Linked DNA regions of Hordeum vulgare: region 1 is linked to region 2. The links are chromatin contacts, called in public Hi-C maps. All regions are on one chromosome and are shown on one strand. Each heading gives the region's core, a stretch centred on a gene start, on an enhancer-like site or on the middle of the called end of the contact. The rest is flanking DNA. Distances are from core to core; before and after follow the strand shown. Region 1 holds the start of LOC123426411 (PHD finger protein ALFIN-LIKE 1). Region 2 holds the start of LOC123407758 (fasciclin-like arabinogalactan protein 11).

Region 1 (5,125 bases), core at 1,249-3,748, 260 kb after region 2:
GAGGCCTACTGTCCCGATCTGTGGTGCGCGCTACAAGCTGGGATGAGGAAGAACCTATCAGCAACTCAGAGATTGGAACTCAATGGCATGATGAAGATGATGTTTTGATGTGTCTCTCTAGAAAGGATCAACCTTCCTTTTATAGGCACAAGAGAAGGAGGGAATATGCAACACGAGAGGCGAAGCAAAAGAGGAAGATGAAACGAACATGCAACAACCGAAGGGTACAATGTTCGTATTTAATCTCCACTACAACAAAACTTTTCAACTCTCGAGCGACCTTTCGTATACCAGTCGTGCATGTCAAAAATTTAGTCATTGGCTCGGCTCATTCCTACAACCCGCGGCATGGCGCGGCGGGCGGCACAGGAGGAGTGCGCATGCATGTCTCTCTTGTTCTCATGCTAATACATGTGGGGAAACATCCTCCCTTATAAGTAGACCCAACTCCTACCAAACTAGCAACATGGGACTAAACTTTAGTCCCACCTCTAACCTTGCATAGTGGGCCTCTAGGATTTATCAAGAATTCTGAAACTGGTTATTGGCTGGGCCATATATGGATCATAATCCAGCAAAGAGATCAAGGCCAAGAGAGCTGGGGTGGCCCCAAGCCATCAGGGCGCGACCACCCCCCAACGCGCCTTCTTGGATTGGGGCACCTCGAGTGCCCTCCCATCCTCCTCCACTCTTCCAGGTCTTATTTTTGTCCAAAAAATATCAAAAAGTTTTGGGGTATTTGGACTTTGTGTGGTACAGTATTCCCGAAAAGTCAAAAACATGCATAAAATAGCAGCTGACACTTGACACTGGGTCAATAGGTTAGTGCTCAAAAATAATATAAAACAACAAACAAATGCTTAAAAAGTATCCTAGAATGATAATATAATAACATGAAACAATTAAAAATTAAAGATACGTTGGAGACGTATCACTCACTCTTAGTGTGAGTTCCTCTCAGGACATGGGGGCCTCAGAGCGCTATGTATGCCATCGCTAGCGCATCCTACACATCTTCTTCTTCAAGTCTGCCTAGGTCATGCCACCCACATGGTGACTCCTCTAGATGCTCTGTGATGGAAGATACCTTCATATAGTGAGTTATGTAGTCGTTGTTGTGGCTTGGATATTGTATGCAACGATATTGACGTGGTCTATTGGTTTTGTGCCATCTTCTTGGCTGGAGATTGGGCGAGATGAGTTCTCTCATTCTCGTTTGACGAAAAAGGGTTTCCCCTGCTTTGTATTACAAAGCAACCAACCGATACAATCAACGATAGGTGCTGGGGCAGACAACACAATCATGCCCAAAAGAAAGACAAAAGAAAAATAAGAGAAAACATGCGAGCAACACCGGATCAACGGAAGTTGTAGTGTCCCGCAACTTTTGCGACCACCGAACAATTCCATCACAGTTGGGTGCCATCGGATTGCCACGTGCCAAGCAACACCTTCAAGAAGGACTGTGTCGATTATGACGCTACTGCCTCGACAAGTCATATGATTTCTCCCGGCACACGGAGGGGGTGAGGGAGAGGTACATCCAACGCCCTTTAGGAAAGGAGGGGAGCCCATAGGTGTCATCGCACCGGTGTCGACCATATCTGACAGTGATTTCTTCCAACCCCTAGCACCCACCGCCCGAAACCAATCCTTAGCTCCACCATGCCAACCACCCACCAACATGCGCCACCGCAGTCACGAGGACACCACTGTCGTCTCACCACAATAAACGCAGCGAGGCTGGCTGGACTAAGACATAACCACCGTAGATGAGGACCGACAGTATCACAACCGCGTGGGAGGGGACCACCTCCACCGACCCAAGCGGTAGCAGACCAGACATAGTAGCAGGGGCATGCCGGACCCCCCTGCCCAGCCGGGCCCAGATCGGACCCGTTAAGCCCCCGCCGCCGTGCTGCAGCAGACGCAACACAGGAGCCACCGCACCATGGTCCGTATCGCGCCACACCAGCCGGAGACGACCCGCCGGAGACCGAACCGGCCCACCCCGACCCAGATAGCCAAGCCCCATCGCCAAAGGGCCGTGCCGCCGCCCGAACTTCCTCGGGGCACCGCCCGCCGAGGACCACCGCCATCGGAGCACGCCGCCCCGAGTGGGGAACCACGGCGGGAAAAAGGTAGGGACCGCCACCACCGGCCTCACGGCGCCGTCCGGGCAAGTGCCCGGCCACGCCTGTCGACGGTAGCGGCGAGAGAAAGGTAGGGAGGGGAGGTTTGGCGGCGGGGGGAGGAAGGGGCCGTCCCGGTCGCCTCGCTCGGCGAGGCGACGCGGGAGGTATCGGGGGATGTCGATTCCATTCTCGTGTGTAGTAGGTGTGGTTCTAATCCCAGGGATTAGAGTGGTGTGGTGTGCCATATTTAGCATAGTATTCAAACCATGGATGACTTTTTTCACTCTTTCTTCTATCTTGTGCGTATTCGGGAAGAAAAAAATTGAAATTTGACGAGGGTTCATGGTTTGCAAAGTTGACCTTTTCGTTTCCTTCACGGGAGCGGAGCCCTTGGTCCCCTGATACGGAGATTCGGATATCTGCAGGGAGCTAGACGCAAAAGAGCAAATTCTTGCACATCTCCCCTTCGTTCGCGTCATCACCCCCACCCCTGTATACTCCCCTTCACTTGCCTGCCTCTGTCTCCCGCATCGCGATCAGTCATCTCCTCTCAGCCTCCCCCGCCTCGCCGGAGATCACGAGAGGCGCCGGCCCCCGTCCCCGCGATGGACGCCTCCTACCGCCGTTCAGGTGCGGGCGGCGGCGGCGGCTCAGCCCCCCGCACTGTCGAGGACATCTTCAAGGACTACCGCGCCCGCCGCAACGCCATCCACCGCGCTCTCACCCACGGTACGCGCCCCCCACCCACTCCCTCCCCGCCGCCTAAACCCCAAACCTAGTCCTAACCTTCCCCCCTTCCTTCGCAGACGTCGAGGAGTTCTACGCGCAGTGCGATCCAGGTGAGGCCCCGACGCGATCTCTCCCCTCTCTGCTACAGTTTCGATTCGATTGGCTACGAGCTGCCCTCCTCAGATCGCGATGTGCTTTCGTGTCTCGACAGAGAAGGAGAACTTGTGCCTGTACGGGTACGCCAACGAGGCGTGGGAGGTGGCGCTGCCCGCGGAGGAGGTGCCCACCGAGCTGCCGGAGCCGGCGCTCGGGATCAACTTTGCGCGCGACGGCATGAAGCGCAGCGACTGGCTCGCGCTCGTCGCCGTCCACTCCGATTCGTGGCTTGTCTCCGTAGCCTTCTACTATGCCGCGCGGCTCACTCGCAACGACCGGTATGATTATGATGCCCCCTCTGTTCCTTTGGGTTTGATGAGTGATGCTTTTGTGCTGCAGTGCCAGTGTCACGCACTCATGTTAAGATTCTAAATCCGGACAGTCTACGAAAGTATTATTAGCTCATAGAGGCAAGTTATTACTTGTTGGTGTCCTGTATAGACAAGGGGATATATTAACAGGGCATCAAGGGACTTATGGGGAACTTGTTGGGATTTGAGGTTAAAGCCGGAATTTGCATGTTATGCATGTAGGTGCCTGCGAACATGTTATGTACGTGGGTGTGAATAGTAATCTGGTGTCTGGTTTAGATACGATTTCTTATGAATTTTCATGGGGAATTTTTGGGTCTTCTGTAGTGGTTATCCTGTGATCTGATGGAGAAAGAGATATAGCCCAATCTATCATGTTATCTGCAACTCTGCATGCTCCATCTTAGTAATGAAAGTAGTCAAGTGGAGAAAGATTATATGAACTCATGATGAGTAGTAACCTCACTGAAATGAGGCACCTTTTTTTTCCTATATAGTAATTGTGATATAAAATTCCAAGCATGCCTAATGTCAACAGAGGATGATGTGGTGTATAGAAAGTTAATTTTGTGTGGAAAGGAATTCGCATCCAAGTGTTTTGTCTTTCCCTCTATGGTTTGCACCTAGGCATACGCTTGAAAGCAGAATGCCTAGCGCTTGACCGTGCTAGTGCTATGCATACGCTTAGGTGTGACAAGCACTTTTCAGAGGCAGAACTAGGAATTCGCGTCTAGCGCTTTTTTGAACCTTGATGGTTAGTATGGTATTAAGTTTTGAAGATTCATGTAAATAACAAAAAACTCTCTTCTTAAGCCACATGGAGGATTGTGTGGTTTATGCAATGTTAGTCTTTTTTGCGTGGAAAGAAAATCACATCCATGTTTTTTTCTGTTCCTCTGTGGTTGGCATGGCTCTATAAAAGTCAATGTTTTAAATAGCGGGCTATGCCATTTAGCGGCAGCCCATCCAGCAGCTATTAGAGGCTATAACCCCATTTAGCGTTTTTCTTAAATCATGAATAAATAAAAAAATGATACTATAAGGCATCATATATAATATATAACATGTATATGTCATAGTCATAGATATATATTCCAGTCACATATCGCAACTACTCGCCATGGCTCAGGCTCGGGAATGGCCTCATTCATACATTCATACAAGTAACAGCACTAGAAACAAATCAAAGATTAGGAAAAAAATGAGTAAACAGAGGAAAGCGACTTTATCTTGTGATGCCATAGATGCAATGGAGCAGCCTAAGGTGGCTGGGACTGAGACATCCTCGTCTTGGCTGGGAGCAGCCAAAGCGATCTGAAGGTTGCCGGGGCAGCAGCTGAAGCTCGTCACCGTGACAGACTTGCTACTCGCCGGCTTACCGACGTTGTGTTCATCTTGCTGCTTGGTGCTCTGCTCCTCCTCAACATGGCCGCTGCTCCGCATTCTCTCCCTCTCAGGAGGGGACGTTGCCAGGAGAAGGAGGGTGGGGGGCCGATGTTGCCGTTGCCACCGCCGCAAGCCGGAATCACGTTTTTGGGAGGAAATGATACGGGGTGTTGCGGATTTCGGGATGGGTAGGGTTAGGAGTTATTTGGACCGCGGGTGATTCCGATTTGGGCCGGGGCTGCTGGAAACAGACGCTAAAGGTCCCAGGATTTAGCGGTAAACCCTTCTTGTAGCGCCAAGGCTCCAAAACGCTCTAAAAGCACATCTAGGCATTTGCTTGAAAGCAGAATGCCCATCGCTTAATCGTGCTAGTGCTAGGCGTGCGCTTAGCTGAGACATGCATTAGGC
Region 2 (5,311 bases), core at 341-2,840:
GGGCTGCATCAAGAAGTGGCTGGAGGTGAAGAACGCCTGCCCGGTTTGTAAAGCCGACGCCGCAAATGAAACCACCTGAGGGACCAAATAGCGAGCCCCTCAATATTTATCCTAGTTCAGGAATTTCAGTTATATCTGCTCATTGTGCTGCTCAAGTTGGCTGTGTAAATAATAATTTGTCCTAAAGTTAGGATTGTTTTGTGAACTCAAAACACATCGTGCCCGATGTAAGTATGAATCTTTGAGCAAGTTATCGATTAGTTTCCAAAGCCTCCGATCCCCGGTAATTAATTTCCTGCTCGCAAGATGTCTTTTTTTTTTTTTGCTGTTGACATCTCAGAGTTTCTTCTCATGATTGAGCAGCAGGCCATTAGGAGGTTGTTGTCTTGCCAGCTTCGCCTCTGCTAGCAAACGGGACGGTTGGGTGTTCGGAATCAGTGATATTACATCCGAGCTCATCGGGTAGCTTGCTTCTAATTTCTTCATGCCTTGCATGGGTGATGGATGCACCACCATCCTGACCCGGATGGTTGGGTCCGGTGTTAGCATCATCTGCAAGGTGGTGAACTCATGTGGTGATGGCCATAGCATATACTGTATGATCAGACGGCCCCAAAGGATGTATGCTCTCACGTGAGAGCCGTGAGATAATTGCTCGCCTTACAGCTTAGAGGTGCACGGCTGAGTGTGATCTTCCAGCCAACGATGGATCGATCGCTGTCCCGCGATAAGCAGTCGTTATTTCCCCTCAGGGATTCACCTCAATTATAACCACGAGAAGATGAAATCCCAACCCTTGATTCTGAATGGTGCGCACTTGATATATCTTTTCAGGGTTGAATCTTGCATGATTTTCCATGCTTAATTACCATTATACTCCCTCCGTTCCTAAGTATTCTTTCTGTACCTAAATACTTATAGTTGAAAAAAAACGAGTATAAGAGTTTTTAAAGATCTCATTACGGAGTATATACTAACGTATATAGACATATTACACTAGACCGGATGGCTGACAATTACATTAGACCAATTGATCCAACTTTCTGTGAACCTCATCCAGCACTTAAAAAAACACGTCAAACGTTGGCCTTTATAATCGAAATAGAGTAAAAATTCAACACAAAAGTATGCAAAAATGGGTAAAGAAACACTAAAATACGAAAAGACTGATGGAGCAAATGGGATTATGAGAATCCACCGCACTTCCAAACGCAGCAATAGAGAGCGAGATGAAACAGATCGAACCTATCTTGTTTATGATACTATTGATATAGAAATTGGAAATTACACACTTTCAGTATTACTATGTGCAGTTTTAAGTGAGTGCAAATTATGAATATTACATCCACACGAAGATTAGCAGACGGATTAATCAAAACCCTATTAATTAATTAGCACTTAGCTGCTCCATGAAGCAACCTAGGCAATCCACCTGTTAATGTTCCATCCATTCCTCGATGGCTCGATCTACTTCCATCTCACCTTACGTACAGCGTCTCCATGATTAACCTGCGGATCCCACTTCCATTAATTGCATCTCAATCGCACCACCGCACACATATATATAGCATAGCAAGCACGAAGTATAGCATCATACAGAGAACAAGCAGCACAAAGCAATGGAGGCGCATATGCGACCCATGACGGCCACCTTTCTCCTCGTGCTCCTCTCTCTGTCCGCAGCCGCTCCGTCGGCTCGTGGACAGGCGGTGGCGGCCGCGGCGGCTCCAGCGGCGGCTGCCCCGAAGACGATCAAGGCGGTGCTGACCAAGGCCGGGCAGTTCACCAAGTTCCTCCAGCTGCTGCAGTCGACACAGGAGGAGGAGCAGATCGACACCCAGCTCAAGGGCAAGGCCTCGTCCAGCGGCGGCCTCACCGTCTTCGCGCCGCCGGACAACGCCTTCACCGCGCTCAAGTCCGGCTCCCTCAACTCCCTCTCCGACCAACAGAAGACGTCGCTGGTGCAGTTCCACGTGGTCTCCCAGCTGCTCCCCATGGCGCAGTTCGACACGGTGAGCAACCCGCTGCGGACGCAGGCCGGCGACACCGGCAGGGGCAAGTACCCGCTCAACGTCACGTCCGACGGCGGCGGGAGGGTGAACATCTCCACCGGCGTCGTCAATGCCTCCGTCGATGGCACGCTCTACACCGGCGACAGGCTGGTGGTGTACCAGGTGGACAAGGTGTTGCTTCCGTGGGCGCTCTACGGGCCGCCCGTGCCTGCGCCCGCGCCGTCACCGGCGTCGGACAAGGACAAGAAGAAGGCCGGGCCAGTGGCGGTGGCCGATTCGCCGGAGGCCGTTACGGCCACCCCGTCCGCGGCGGCGCCCCGGGAGATGCGGGGCCTTGGCGGCGGTCTCTGCGTGCTGGCCGTCGCTGTGGCGGCCGCGTGGCGTGGCATGTGACGATCGAGGAAGAATGGCGGACGATGTTGCCATGCATTGGATGTTTTCCGTTTTCTTCGTCGAGAGACGAGAGGTGCTCGAATCCTTTGGTTTGTTTCGGTGTGTTGTTCTTCGCTTTGTTGTTGTTTTTCTGTATGATCGTCGTATTTTCTGAAGCTTCGTAATGTTTCGGTCGGTATTTTTCCACTGTGACAAAGTAGCAATATTGAGTGCATCGCCGTGCATGCATAGCAACCGAGCTTTCCTTTTAGGAAATATACTAATTGACGAATGTTGGAAAAGGGATGTCAAACAAACGGTTTTTGATGACATTTTTTAGATGGTAAGAGCATCCACAGCCAGACCCCTTATATCTGTCTCAAACGCTCGAGCAACCTGTCCGGTTAGTGCACTTCATAACGTTTCAGTCGGCATTTTACCAATGTGACAAAGTAGCAATATTGAGTGCATCGCCGTGCATGCATAGCAACCAAGCTTTCCTTTTAGGAAATATACTAATTGACGAACGTTCGCTGAAAGAGGGATGTCAAACAAACGGTCTTTGATGGCAATTTTTAGGTGGTAAGAGCATCCACAGCCGGACCCATTATATCCGTCTCAAACGCCCGGGCAACCCGTCCGGTTAGTGCCCGATCATTAAAAAGTGATCCAGAGGGTCGCCTAAACAGACCTCAAATGACCGGGCTGACCGACATCCCTCATATCCAGCACAAATATGAGAAGGATATGGGGAGCCCGGGCACACCATCCTGACAGGCTCGGCCCACCCACGACCACACGGCTGTCCCACAAAAGATGCATCTGACTCATCGCTTCGAAACCCTAGCTCACTCACTCTCCTATCTCGCTCCGTCCTCTCCTCTCCGTGCATCGAATCCTATCAAATCTGTCTAATGCCGAGCTCTGGCAGCCGCTCCGACGACAACCTGGATCCGGAGTATGAGCTTGACCTTCGCATCGCCTTGGAGCGGTCCAAGGTGGAGACCGGGCCGGGGCAGCTTCGGATCGGCAGCCTCGCCGCTTCCCCTCTGACGCAGCTCGGACGTCGGCGCTGGCCCCACCCGATCCATGTGTAGCTCCGGAAGTCGGCCTGCGCAATCCGCGCCTCCCCTGCACTGTCCCGTGGCCCCGTCGGCTATTGATCCCCCACGTGGGCAGTGGTGTGTGCTTGTGCCCGCCGCGCCGGTCTGGACACACACGTCGGAATCAGAGGCGTGTGTTGCACGCCCTGAGTGGCAACGACAAAGGGAGAGGTCAGAGGCAGAGCAATCCATGCGCTGCCGTCGTGGGATGGAGGCGGAGCCCGATGAGGACGCGTGGCTCCTCGAATGGGTCTACCGTCGGTCGCTTACGACCGTGGAGACGGACGTGTGACGGCTCTGACGGAAGAACGCGAAGGTGCTCCGGATTGCCATTGAGCAGTCGGAGCGCAAGGCGGCGAAGGTAGCGGCGAAGGCGGCTTGGCTCCCCAAGTTCAAGCGGGAGCAGGACAGGGAGGTCCAGCGGCTAAAAGGGCTCCTCGTCCGACAACTGGCCGATTCTCCACTAGCCGCCGACTCCTACAATTACGTCGGCGACCAGAAGGGCAAAGGGAGGCGAGGAAGTGGTGACTATCCCTGTCTCCGTTTATATTTTACCTATGTTTAGCTAGTTCATAGTTAGGATTTGCCGATGAACTCCGATGAACTATGCTCCTTTTGTTCGGCCAATCCAATGAACTTTGTGTTGATCTATTTTTACGTAGCGTTGCATGGGTTGTATGGTTTTGAGGGTTCGTATATGAGAGAAGCGGATGTGGAAGATAACAAATAAGGTGCATGCGGTCAGTGTCCGCGGCGCGTCCGCGGCGTTTGAGGGGCCATATTTGCTAGGTCCGGCTATAGATGCTCTAACAGACGACAATTTTTGTCCGTTTTTGTTGTAAACTTTTCTTGTTTTAGAAAACTGTCATGCTTGTATGAAGAAACTGCCAACAAAAATGTTTGCAAATGTCACCCCTTCCGACGAACGTTCACTGGCTATTGGAATCTTTTCTTTTCTTCATGAGGCTGGACGTCATCATGTTTCCATTAACAAGGAAACCACAAAATCCATAGTCTTAAACAATACAACAATGAACTAGTCTAGATAAAAACAGTGATATACTGCTTCAGACAGAGGGGTTCTCAAACTTTGAGGAATATATCATGATTTTCCAACTCATTGAAATGGAAACTACAACACCGCAAGCAAAACTTTAAGGGCACCATGTTCACGTATATTTGCCTGATATTTAGGTGTGTACCTCATGTGATATACCGACCATTACACGTGATGTTAGCTTTGAGGACAAGAGGGGAGCCGAGCTTCACGGTCCTTTCTCCCCTCATGCTAAGGGCAACTCGCCATCATCTACTTCTGAGGGTTTGGTCATTGATGTGGATGTGGGTATGGAACCGGTACTACAACTCATGCCAAAGCTTCTGGAGTTGGGTGGCGACCTGGTTCTGCCTATGTCCGTCAAGCAATTGGAGGTGGACCCCACCTCACAGATCTTGATTGTGAATTTTCCACCAGCGCCACCCCGAGAGCCTAGCTAGACGCTCTACTTCGAGGGGAGTGGGAATTGAGACATTGCAATCTCTTGCTCGCCCTAGTCCATTGGGCACTTAGTTCCTGTAGGTGATGTGGTCGACACACCTCAAGCAATGGCACATGTGCCTGATGCTCTAATCGCCAAGGAGATCTGCAATTTTCTCGCTACCTTGAACGTTGCTAACCCCAGAGTCGATAAGATGTTGGGTGTCTTCTCAAGGAAAATGCCATCAGGGATAAGAAGAGTGGTGGTGATAATAGCTTACGTCTTGTAATCTTAAAGGAGATATCAAACAAATGTAGAAGCAAGAAGAGTGGCACTATAGGAAAGT

The links. Hi-C and Micro-C count contacts between places; a contact is called where the count stands out from the background.
Region 1: a Hi-C map of seedling shows a contact between it and region 2, with 5 times the contacts expected there. The contact joins the promoter of LOC123426411 here to the promoter of LOC123407758 in region 2. A contact is called at or near these places in 3 of 6 Hi-C or Micro-C datasets (leaf and seedling) and 1 of 1 datasets of contacts at active chromatin or transcription factors (embryo).

The regions. Positions count from the first base shown.
Region 1 is chr1H:103,822,373-103,827,497 of MorexV3_pseudomolecules_assembly, forward strand. LOC123426411 (PHD finger protein ALFIN-LIKE 1) reads left to right here and starts at 2,499. Exons shown (of 5, transcript XM_045110250.1): 1 at 2,499-2,864; 2 at 2,942-2,974; 3 at 3,076-3,298. The coding sequence starts at 2,741.
Region 2 is chr1H:103,566,020-103,571,330 of MorexV3_pseudomolecules_assembly, forward strand. LOC123407758 (fasciclin-like arabinogalactan protein 11) reads left to right here and starts at 1,591. Exons shown (of 1, transcript XM_045100962.1): 1 at 1,591-2,591. The coding sequence starts at 1,620. The coding sequence ends at 2,405. LOC123426405 (probable E3 ubiquitin-protein ligase RHG1A) reads left to right here. Exons shown (of 7, transcript XM_045110240.1): 7 at 1-269. The coding sequence ends at 79.